Regions from separate parts of the Mus musculus genome. Here region 1 is linked to region 2. The links are chromatin contacts, called in public promoter capture Hi-C maps. All regions are on one chromosome and are shown on one strand. Each heading gives the region's core, a stretch centred on a gene start, on an enhancer-like site or on the middle of the called end of the contact. The rest is flanking DNA. Distances are from core to core; before and after follow the strand shown.

Region 1 (5,751 bases), core at 687-3,186, 320 kb before region 2:
GCTTGCTAGTGTATGCAATGATGTCATCGTTTGGAGGCTAATTATGGGATGGATCCCTGGATATGGCAGTCTCTTGATGGTCCATCCTTTTGTCTCAGCTCCAAACTTTGTCTCTGTAACTCCTTCCATGGGTGATTGTTTCCATTGTTGGTGGGATTGCAAGCTTGTACAACCACTCTGGAAATCAGTCTGGGGGTTCCTCAGAAAATTGGACATAGTACTACCGGAAGATCCCGAAATACCTCTCCTGGGCATATATCCAGAAGATGTCCCAACCGGTAAGAAGGACACATGCTCAGCTTGCTTTCTTATAGAACTCAGGACCACCAGCCCAGGGATGGCACCACCCACAATGGGCTGTTCCCTCTCCCATCGATCACTAATGAATAAAATGCCCCACAGGCTTGCCTGTAGCCTGATCTTACGGAGGCATTTTCTCAGGTGAGGCTCCCTCTTCTCCAGTGGCTCTAGCTTGTGTCAAGTTGACATGAAACCAGCCAGTATACAACAGGGGTTTCTGACAGATATTTTGTTTTCCTGTGGTGCTGGGGGCAGAACCCAGGGTGATGGATGGGCCAGGCAAGTGCTCTTCCAATGAGCCCCACCCCTGCCCAGGAGTATCTCAACTCCAGCTCACTTACTGATGAAACAGGATGTTGTGTTGTGGACACATGCCCAGGCTCTGCCGTACTACATCCAGGTTGGTTTCAATGTCTTTTCCCCCAATGAGCACAGTTCCTGACGTCGGTGGCAACAGTCCTGTCAGGATGGACCTGCCGAACACAGGGTTAAGTGGCAGAAGAGATGGTTGTTAGAACTCACCAGGGGATGAGGGTAACCCCATACAGGGTCAGAAGGATGCTTGTAGTGACACCTGCCCTATCTCTCTATCAAACTCAAACCTGATGTAGCTGAGGGGCCCAGAACATTTCCACACAGGGTTTACTTAGCACCAGTGCCTTGCTTCAAGTCCTAGTGCCTAGACCACAAGGGCCTTCTTTCTCTACTTTTTATTTCCAAGTGTTCCTGGGCCAGTATCAAGAGCCTCGGGGATTCCCAGACTCAGACACCCCACCCCATCATCACCCAGCCATCATTGCAGCGGTCAGTTGTAGTGCCCACTGGATGGCCACTGTGGTGGTCAGTTGTGGTGCCCATTATGACTGTCTGTCAGAGTGATATTCACGGATGTGGTCAGCTACAGTGTTCACTGTTGTTTTACTCTGTGGTCAGCGGTAGTGTCCACCGTGAAGGTCTGTCATAGTGGTTGCTCCGTGGCTATTGATGTGGCCAGCCATTGTGGCCACTGTCGTAGTCACAGTTGTGGTCAGTTAAAGGGATTTAGGACCCAGCCCCACTGCTTTGCCTGGGCGTGCAGCCCTTGACAGTGGAGAAGCAGGGTTGGTGACTCTCCAAAGCTCAGTTGATGCCAGTGAGAAGCTGGGCAGCCTGTCTGCTGACTGGCTAACACAAACAAATTCGTTTGGGAATTCCAAATGTAAAAATGTGAACAATGTTGTGATTTCTCTTTTCTTTCTTCAATTATACAAAACATGTCTCCCACCTGCTTGGGTAGTTGTCTAAGTTAAGTGAATCGAACATGCTTGAAAAACAAAACAAAACAAAAACAGGCCCCAGCACAAAGTGAAACTTAAAATGTTATGCTATTCCCAGCATTAGGACAGCGCTTGTGTTCCGACCCCAGTGGAAGTTTAGTTTCTGCACTGAGTGAAGTAATGTGTTTGTCTTCTAGAGGTCCTGGGGTCTCGAATGGAGTTTCCTGTCCTCCCACCACGTGAGTTAGCAAGGAGATAGCCTTAGGATGCCACGCCCAGTTCTGTCCCAAGTTCTGATAAAATCGCATGCTATCTGAACCTGTACTTCGAAGCTGAAATGTTGATCAACCACTAGAGGGAAACAGTACCAAGCCCAATGGCACCAGCCCCGCATTCCATTCCCATTGAAAGGCCCGGGAGCACATTCCGGAGCAGGGTGTACACTGCTGTTCCTTCCCGGGGCTCTGCAAGCCAAGGATTTGATGGCTGCTGTCACATGGCTTGTTGACCCCTACCCCTCCTCCACCGGCCCATCGGCCCATCGGAGGTCTGCACCGGAGCCCTGACTGCCTGTTCTCAGCAGGTGGCGCTCGCACCCCTTCCAGAACTAAAGGATGGATGGAGGAGTCCACCCAGAGCCTCAAAGCTTCCTGCCCTTGGCCTTCTGCCAGGCAGCGAGTCTACTTCACTGTTCTCCCTACACTTTCTCAGAAAGGTAGCCATCCCATCAGAGGTCCCACACCAGCACTAAAGCATCCTAATTATTAATTGGTAGGAAACGGAGTGCTACATAAAAATAGCCCGGGGACATGGGCAGCCACGGCTTTTTATCCTCACCGTGGGAGGTGTGTGTGAGTGTATATGTTTCCACCGAAATTCAGTAAGGAAGAACAGAGTGGAGTTATTGGGGAGAGAGAATGAAGCCGGGGAATGATAGGATGGGAGACAGCCTCTCTGGCAGAGAACTCACAAGGTGGTGGTCTTTCCCGCTCCGTTGTGACCCAGGAACGCCGTGATTTGGTTCTCATAGAAAGTGATGTTCAGACGGTCCACAGCTGGCCGGCCACTGGGCTCAAAAACCTTCACCAGGTTCTTCACACACACACCAGGCACCAGCCCTGGAAGCTCGCGTTCAAAAAAGGAGTCTTGGAGGGAAAAACACATTGTAGAAACACCACATGTTAATGACGCCGTGCTTCATGAACACACTGCTTCCTTCAGACCTGTGCTCTGGCTGTAACTTCACCTGCCCATGTGGCTGCAGCTTTGTGAAGAAGATCAAAACAGGAGTAGTCATAGTTGCACTGGCCATAGATTTCACACTTACTGTGAGTTAGGCACTGTTTCCAATGTTTCCCAACAAATCCCTCACTTCACACATATAGTCCTATAGGTAGATATAACTAGGCTCTTTTCAATAGGTTAGAAAGCCCAAGACTGAGAGACATCAAGTGTTCTATCAAGGCTACATGGTGTACAAGTGGCAAGTATGGGCCCAGGGTCCATACCCATCTGAAATAGCTCCTGTCTATTATTGAGTTAACCCCGAGTTCCGTCTTTGCTTCAAGGCTCAGTCTATCGGATCTTCATAGGTTTCTGGCACCAGCCCTGACTCCTCAAGCCAGGACAACCTACTCTTCCTCATCGTAACTCCTTCCTCCCCATGCTCCGTGCCCTTTCCAGTATCAACCAACCTACTCTCCCCCTCCCCGTGACCCCCCACCCCCCACCACAGCATCTTTTCCGAAGTTCACTTATAGAGTCAAGATTACTGTCAGAGTATTAAGTCTAATTAACTAATGGTCCCTTGCTCTGTCCCCAACTCCCGTTGCATTGTCTGCCTGTGTCTCCTGGCCACAACTAAAGCTGAAATGGAACCTTATCATACCACTCTGGGAGGAGGATCTTCTAGAGTTACTTTAGCCTGCAAACCAGCTCTGTGAGGATTCAGGTCTCCAACATCAGCTTTGCAAAGTGGTACCTGAGGGGCGCCTAGAAGCTGGACCCTCTCGTGCCAACATCAGGCTAAATCGGAGTCTGTGTGCCTCTCTAAACCCAAGCCATGCATACAGTCAGGGATGAGAAACATTAGGAGAATTAGTTCAAGAGTGAGGACAAAGCAGCAAAGGCCAGGGAAAGGAGTCTTATGTACCCTGCCCATCAGCCCGGGCGTGATTAGGTAACTTCCACCACCAGGAAAGGCTTTTGATGCTTGCAGTGAATGGGCTCTGGGTTTGTAAACCTTGAGTGAAGTGCAGTCAGCTCTGCTAGGCTCTTTCCCCTTACGGAACTTATTTTTGTCTTTCCTTGTAGCTCATATCCGCTTCAAGTCCCAGTGACCCAAGTCATTGTTCTGACTAAATCCTCGGAAGTCAGCACATTTGTGCGATTCCCTTGGGATTTGCCTAACAAGGGCACAAACACACTACAGACCTGGGATCTGCTTTCTCCAGGAAATATGCACTAATGTCTGGGTTGGACCATTCATTCCCCTCGTGTGCAGCTGGACATGAGATTTAACACCAGTCAAGAAAGGGAGTCAGCTTCCTGGCCTCCTTCATGTTGCTCGTCTTGTGGTTTGGCTCTGGCACTACTGAAGCTTTCCGTTCCGTTCTGCTGTCTTTTGGGATGGGGGTGGGGGGTCTTGGGGGGTTACCATTCATTCCTTCTGGGTGCTCTGGATCCTCCATCTCCTCTGTTAAGGGTTCAGTCTTTTCCAGAGCCCTTTCTTCTCTGGTCGAACAACCTGAACCAACCAGACGCCAACGTTACTCTTCAGGAGAGACAGGAGAGAAGAGGAGGGGCAGTGGGGACAGATGCATTTCCCATCACAAGGGTGGGACAGCTCCCTCCAGAGGTTGGAGCCATCATAGCTCTGAGACCCGTCTCCTGCATGGCCTCCAGCTCTGACCTGCTGCCCAGCCGTGAGGGACTCAAATCTGATTGTGCCGATTTCGCAGGGCCCACAGGGACTTTTTAAATCAGAACCTTGAAGCTGGAGAGTTTTGATTTACATTGTTGTTAGGGGGAACTGGGAATCAAACTAGGAACTCCCTGCTTGGTAGCACTAAGCCACATTCGCAGTCCTCGGCAATTCCTTTTAATGTGGCAGACTGCTCATGTCAGAAATTGTAATAAAAACAAAAACAAGCTGAGCAGTGCTCACCTTTAATCCCAGCACTTGGGAGGCAGAGACAGGTGGATCTCTGAGTTCGAGGCCAGCCTGGTCAACAAAGCAAGTTCCAGAACAGCAAGGGCTAAACAGAGAAACCCTGTCTTGAATGTTGTCCCCTTGAGGGGGTGGGGGTGGGGGAATCAGACAAATCAAAAAATCCATCGCAGGATTAAATTTGGAATAGGTTTGTTTTCTTTAGCCTACCACCTGGTCCTTTTTGCTCCAACTAAAACATGTCAGTCATGGGAGCCCTGAGCAAAAATCCACCTGTAGTGCTATGGTGGGTAGCTAGTTTAGATCTGAGCTGGAGAAATGGCTCCCTTTAAAAGGCCACCTATTCGGACATTCAGAAATCTTACGGTAATACCAGGGTGGAGCCTGGTGGGTGTATGCTATTCCTCCCCACACCCCCCCTACACACACACACACACACACACACACACACACACACACTCACCACAGATTTTATTTTTTAATGGCATTCGGTCTAAGGAGGTGTCAAGGACACCCTGGAAAAGGAAGAGGCAGAAAGGAGCCCCAGCCATAAAGGAAGCAGGAAGAAAAGAAAGCCACTAGCACCAAGCCCTTAGGGCTCTGCTTTAAGCACACATGGGGAACCACCAGGGAGTATCCTCAGTGCCCGACAGGGCCTCTAGATTTGCAGAATGTGGGAGAGCAGCAGGCTGAGGCTTAATGGTGAGAGGAGTGCTGTCTGGTGTACTTCTGTCTCCACTTCCTGAAGCAGTTTTGACTTTATTCTCCACAATTTCCGAGGTCAATGTGCCGGCGATCACACTGCCCGGCTATCATACTGCCCTCATGAGTAATACAGCAGCAAGAACAAATATCTTTTTAAATAACCACTGGAGTGACACTCTCCTCGTGAACCGTCCTCGGCTATTCTAGATTTTGCCCCAGTGTCCAGTGGGATTTCAACAGGAAATTGATGTTTCTGGCTCTCCATTTCTTCAACTATGAAGAGGGGAGTTAGGGGGGTGACTCAGCTGCTCTCTGATCTTA
Region 2 (5,775 bases), core at 2,965-5,464:
AATGCTAGGTGGTAGGAGGAAGTGAATGTGGTCGTTAGCTGAGCTTTATTTTGAAATGGCGCTTATTAAAAACAGCCATGATCTGTGGGTCTCACGAAAGCCTGGTGTCCTGTCCCTCAGGTGTCTTGTTGAAGATGGAAGCTGCTCACTCTCTTGCTCTGTCGACCTGCCTCCTTTCCTGGAGTTAGCCACTCATGTATCTGGTCACTTAGATTTTTTTCTTCTTCATAGACAGATTTCTAAAGTCTTGGTCTGAAACTAAATTTAAAGGAGAAAACAAAATGCAAGTTTGTAAAGTATCTACCGTATGTCAGGCAGTGTTAGGCATCAGTGATACGGAGATGGCAAGGGCAGGGAACCCGTCTCGTGGTGAGGGGCAGATGCACTGTGTGGATTGCTGATGAGTGCAGAGATACTTGGCATTCTTTCTTTGGAGGGAAAAATTGGGCAAAGAAGACTTTAAGATAGAGTTGCTGGATAGTTTGTCATCCTGATTGGTACAGTTTAAGACTGAAAGGAGATATATTAATCCCTTTGTTAGCACACAGTGAATGTGAGGAGGACCAATCTGACCTTTATCTCAAGAAGTCAAATAAAAGATGGCTGAGTGGCCATCTGGGTGCCAGGCCCCTCCTGAGAGTACCAAGTACTCTTAACAGTGAGCCTCCTCTGTAACGCTGATTGGATTTTTGAAATAAGTTATCCTTATGTAACCCAGGTTGGCCTGGAACTCATAGTCTTCTTGGTTCAGCCTGGGAACCAAGAAGTGTGTGCTATGACGCCTGCCTAGGAAGACTCTAAGCAGCAGCAGTAACTTGTAAAGACAGTGCAGAGTGAGAGCGTATGGATTAACACTTTATAAGGGGGGGTGGTCAGAGACCTGTCACTGCACAGTTTAACCTGATTAAAGCTAGAGTATCTTCAGCACATAGAGTCTGTGTTCAGGGGCAGGTGAGCCTGATTGGGCAGGAGCCAGACCTGAGCTGCTTCAGTACCGTGCTGTAGGATCTGGACTTGTTCTGGAAACTGTGCTTCTTTTAAAAGTTTTAGATACAAACTACATCTCATGGTATAAAATTAAAAAGTAAAACCCAGAACTACTGACAGGATAAGAACAATCTAGTTTTTGTTATGTTTTAGTAGTGACATTATACATGAAACAAATATAAAGCAAATATAATGCCTTATAATACGTTATGCTCAGTGACTGTTACAACTTTGAAGCTGTCTGTTCTTTGGGAGTTTTCCTTATAAATCTTTGCGTGTGATGCTTTTTCTCGGGATGGGATGGGTAGGAGGTGTTATCTGACAATTTTCTTAATGTCTCATCTTTCCAATCCCTTACTTTTATTTTTTTTTCTTTATCTCCCTCCTGAATAGGTGATCAGTTTTGGAAATTTATGTTTTTCTAGGAAATTAGACATATCACCCAAGTTTTTAAATTACTTTATAAGATATCCAGAGAGAAAGACTCCCTGCTTTAAAATTGTAATGATTTTTTTCTGTTGTGCTTTTGTATTCCTCTTAGGTTTTTAATTTTGAGAGAGGGCCTCACTGTGAACTCCAGGCTGGCTTCCTGTCCTGCCTCAGTCTCCACGGCCTTGGAGTTAAAAGGCAGGCACAGCCCTAGCTGGCCCGTATTCTTCCTTTAGGATTAGAGTACCAGCTGCTTCATTTCTGAGGAACTAGCTCTTGGATATTTATTGCTTAAGGTTGACAGGTTTTCTGTGGGTTGTATATTAGGTCAGGTGAGATTAATTCAAGGTGTGTGCTCTAAACAGAATGCTGTGGAGATGTAGAGGAAGAAAGTCATGGCGAGAGCCATTTGGCAGTGGCACAGGGCACAGGGAGAGCTGATTTGGGGGTGGACATGAGAGTGCAGGCACTACTTCAGAATTCTGATCCTGTTTTCTTGGATTATATACCCACAAGTAGAATTGCTGGATTATATGTTAAGAATTCTACTTTAAATTTTTGAGGAATTTGTGTTTTCTTTTTCATAACCCAGGGTTATATTCTTGCTAGCTGTACAAGAATTCCCTTTTCTGTATATCTTTGCCGATATTACTCTTTTGTTTATCTGGTGACAGTGATCCTACTAGGTATTAGGTATATTTCACTGTAACTGTCTTTTTAAAAAAAGATTTATTTATTATTATACATAAGTGCACTGCAGCTGTTTTCAGACACACAAAAAGAAGGTAGTTGTGAGCCACCATGTGGTTGCTGGGATTTGAACTCAGGACCTTCGGAAGAACAGTCAGTGCTCTTACCTGCTGAGCCATCTCGCTAGCCCCTCACTGTAAATGTTAAAAAGTATTTATTCTTTTTTTATTTATGTGTGTACCTGTGTGAGCTAATGTGTACCATGTCTTGTGCAGGTAAGTAGGAAGCCATAAAAAGTGGAGTTACAGGTTGTAGTAAGCCTTCAAATGTGGTCTCTGAGAAGTGAACGTGGGCCCTTTGAAAGAGCAGGAAATACTTTCAAATGCTGGACCATTTCTCTAGCTCTCAGTGTAGTTTTATTTGCATTTTGTTGATAAATAAAGTTGGACATGTTTTGATGTATCCATTAGCTACTTATATGCCTTTTGAATATTGACTGTTGATAATTTTTGGATTATTTGTTTGCTTGCCTTTTTAAAACAATCTTTGTTTTGAATGCCAACTTATTGCTAAATGAATGGTTGCAAATATTTTCTCTCATTCTGATATCACTTCTGCTTTGTAACAGTCCTATAGTTTGTAATGTGTTTTAAACAATCCTATAATATACACACTTAAATTATGAACAATAACACTAAGTACTGTTTTTAAAAGATTTATGTATTTTTATTTTAGAAGTGTTTTTACATTTTATATTTTATAAATGTTTTGCCTGAATGTTTCTTTTCTTTTTTTTCTTTTTTTTTTTGGTTTTTTGAGACAGGGTTTCTCTGTATAGCCCTGGCTGTCCTGGAACCTACTTTGTAGACCAGGCTGACCTTGAACTCAGAAATCTGCCTGCCTCTGCCTCTGGAGTGCTGGGATTAAAGGCGTGCGCCACCACACCACGCCTGGCTTGCCTGAATGTTTCTAAGTGTACTGCATGTGTGCCTTGTCCCCATGAAGGTCAGAAGGGCACCAGATCCCCTGGAACTGGAGTTTCAGTTTTGAGCCTTCATGTGGGTATTGGGAACTGAACCTGGGTCTTTCTGCAAGAGTAGCCAGTGCTCTTAACTTCTGATCTACCTCTCCAGCCCCAACATGAGCACTTTTAAAAATGAAACATCTGGGTGGTGGTGGCGCACACCTTTAATAACAGCACTTAAAAGGTAGAGGCAGGCAGATTTCTGTGAGTTTGAGGCCAACCTGGTCTAAGAGGGAATTCTAGGACAGCTAGGGCTACACAAAGAAACCTTGTCTTGAAACAAACCAACCAACCAACCAAACCCTTAAAAACCATTCTTTGACTTGGAGTTAGGTTTGTCTTTGTAGCTTTGCTTGGTCTTGTTTGTCTTTATGCTGAAAATGAAATGTACAGATTGATTGAGCCCAGTGAGGCATTGACAGAAGAGGATTGCGTGTACATGGCCCCTGCGTATACATGACTTGGAGACGCGCAACAAAGATGCCCCTTTTAAGAGAGTCTTACTGCCTTCCTCCGAGCAATGTGCGTGCAGCCTATGTTTAGAGTCTGCTTCAGACACATGAATCCCCAGGTCATGAGTTCACAAGAGCAGCATACATTTGGATAAGTGAGCAATGCAGAAGTATAAAGACATTTCAGTTCATCACACAGCATTCTTTACAATACTTACTTAGAACCTAGCTTAGCTTTTTCTCTACTGCTGTGATAAAACATCTTAACCAAGACAACTTTGAACAAGTGTTCCAATGTCCAAAACTGTAGGGAATGGTTGTCATTTAAACCACCACAGGACATCTATCTGATTAGCTGAGTGTTAGATCTGGTTGAGTGCTGCCTAAACTTGCTTTCCCCCTTCTGTTCATGGATGCAGAGTCCATATTCCAAGTATGCTGCACTTTTAACTTGAGAGAAACCAATCTGCACCCACTGCTCACCTCGTCAGACCTCTGTACTGGGAGGAAATTCACAAACAGGAATTTAGAATGTGGTTAGTGTTTTGTTGAAGGAGTACAGGATAGTGAGTTACAGACAGGGCGTCAGCCAGGCTGATGGCGCTGGGGAGAGCGGGAGCAGGGACGAGGAATCAGATCACCAGCCTGAGCTGCTGCTTGCAGACCGCTTTCCTCACCTGTAACGTGCAGATGACAGACACAGCCAGCTCCTTTAGCTTAGAGTTGGTTACTCATGTGATAGAGGGGTACAGATGCTGAGCGGGTGAGAGGACACAGTAAAAGCTTTTCCTGGTGTGATGGCTACTCTGAGTTGTCAGCATGACTGGTCGAGAAACACTCCAAATCCAGATGCAGGACTGTCTGTGAGGACATTCTAGAGGAGATTCACTAATTGGGTGGACCTGCCACACTGGGGTAAAGGGACAGAAGGCAGCTTGCCGCTTCACCCTCTCATGCTCTTCATGGTGCATGCTGCTCTGCTGTCAGGGTGGACTGCAGCCTCTGAAACTGAGACAAAATAAACTGCTTCTTGAGTGTAGTAGAGATTTTTAGTCCCAGTCCAGAGTTTTACCCCACCTCTATCATTCAATTCCCAGATAAAGGACACAGACAACTTTTATATTTACTGTAAGCCTTAAACAGCACAAAGGCTGGGCAGATGTCTAACCTCTGTGCTATTAGAATCTACTTTCCTATCAATAACCTCGAGTTATTACTTAACCCTGTTTCATCTGGGCTGCTTTTAACTCCAGTTGGCCAGCCCTCAGGGCCATGTTTTCATGACTCACCTAACCCGTGGCAACTTTCTCTTCCTCCTCCACCTTTTTCCCCTCTTGGTTCTCTTTTGACTCCCAAGCCTGGGAAACTGAAAACAATGACCCCCCCCCCCCATACACACACCTGTGTCTCTTCTGCCTAGCTATTGGCTGACAGCATCTTTACCTACCAATCAGAAATAACTTGGGAGCAAGGTCACATAGCTCACTTAGGTCTACTGCAGACTCTCATCTTGGGGATGAGATTATAATATACAGTAAAAGACCAAACCTCAGCACTTGGGTCCTGCCTCCTACTCCCAACATGCAGCTCTGTGTTGCCTTGTTAAAATCCCACTGGCTAGCAGTTATGTGGCCAAGCTTTGATTCAAGAATGGACAGGTAGATTTTCACCATTCTGTGGGAAGACTTACAGAAAAAAGTATGCATGATATGTGGGAGTTAACACACGCGCATGCGTGCACACACACACCACCAACTGTTCATAATACTAGTAACCTAACATTCAATGAGTCATTTCTCTAAACAATACTTAGTACAAATGAAACATGTCTGCCCTGAAATTATCTGACATAATGAAACCTTTGAGCACCCTGGGTTTTTACATCTGGTAAAATGTATGTAGCAGATATTCCAATGTTGAAGAACTATGAAATCTGAAACACTTCTGGGCCCAAGTGTTTCATAAGCAAACACCCAGCCTGTAAAGAGACATAGGAACTGTTCTTTTTTTTGTTTTGTTTTTTCTTTTAAAGATTTATTTCTTTATTATATGTAAGTACACTGTAGTTGTCTTCAGACACACCAGAAGAGGGCATCAGACCCCATTACAGATGGTTGTGAGCCACCATGAGGTTGCTGGGAATTGAACTCAGGATCTCTGGAACAGCAGTCAGTGCCCTAAACTGCTGAGCTA

Evidence for each region. Promoter capture Hi-C pulls out the DNA fragments that hold promoters and counts their contacts.
Region 1: a contact with region 2 is called in a promoter capture Hi-C map of liver, with 2.4 times the contacts expected there. The contact joins two enhancer-like sites. A contact is called at or near these places in 6 of 39 promoter capture datasets (the 3T3-L1 cell line, the SN4741 cell line, cranial neural crest and 3 more), 1 of 15 datasets of contacts at CTCF or cohesin (the NIH/3T3 cell line), 6 of 484 Hi-C or Micro-C datasets (3T3-L1-derived adipocytes, the Patski cell line, bone marrow-derived macrophages and 3 more), 6 of 115 datasets of contacts at active chromatin or transcription factors (bone marrow-derived macrophages, embryonic stem cells and pancreatic cancer cells) and 1 of 9 other capture datasets (embryonic stem cells).

The regions. Positions count from the first base shown.
Region 1 is chr3:122,118,581-122,124,331 of GRCm38.p6, reverse strand. It overlaps Abca4 (ATP-binding cassette, sub-family A (ABC1), member 4), which reads right to left. Exons shown (of 50, transcript NM_007378.1): 18 at 4,213-4,302; 19 at 2,527-2,701; 20 at 642-773. The region is part of intron 2 of Gm40138 (a long non-coding RNA gene); the gene reads left to right. Among named protein-coding and RNA genes, the nearest start is that of Gm40138, 5.0 kb to the left of the region's middle. Within about 2 kb of position 1,936, at least 175 of the 459 cell types and tissues checked have an H3K27ac peak or open chromatin away from gene starts, as enhancers often do. A contact at or near this core is called in liver, where this site is marked.
Region 2 is chr3:121,796,645-121,802,419 of GRCm38.p6, reverse strand. All of the region lies in intron 1 of Abcd3 (ATP-binding cassette, sub-family D (ALD), member 3), which reads left to right. Among named protein-coding and RNA genes, the nearest start is that of Abcd3, 16 kb to the left of the region's middle. Within about 2 kb of position 4,214, at least 7 of the 459 cell types and tissues checked have an H3K27ac peak or open chromatin away from gene starts, as enhancers often do. A contact at or near this core is called in liver, where this site is marked.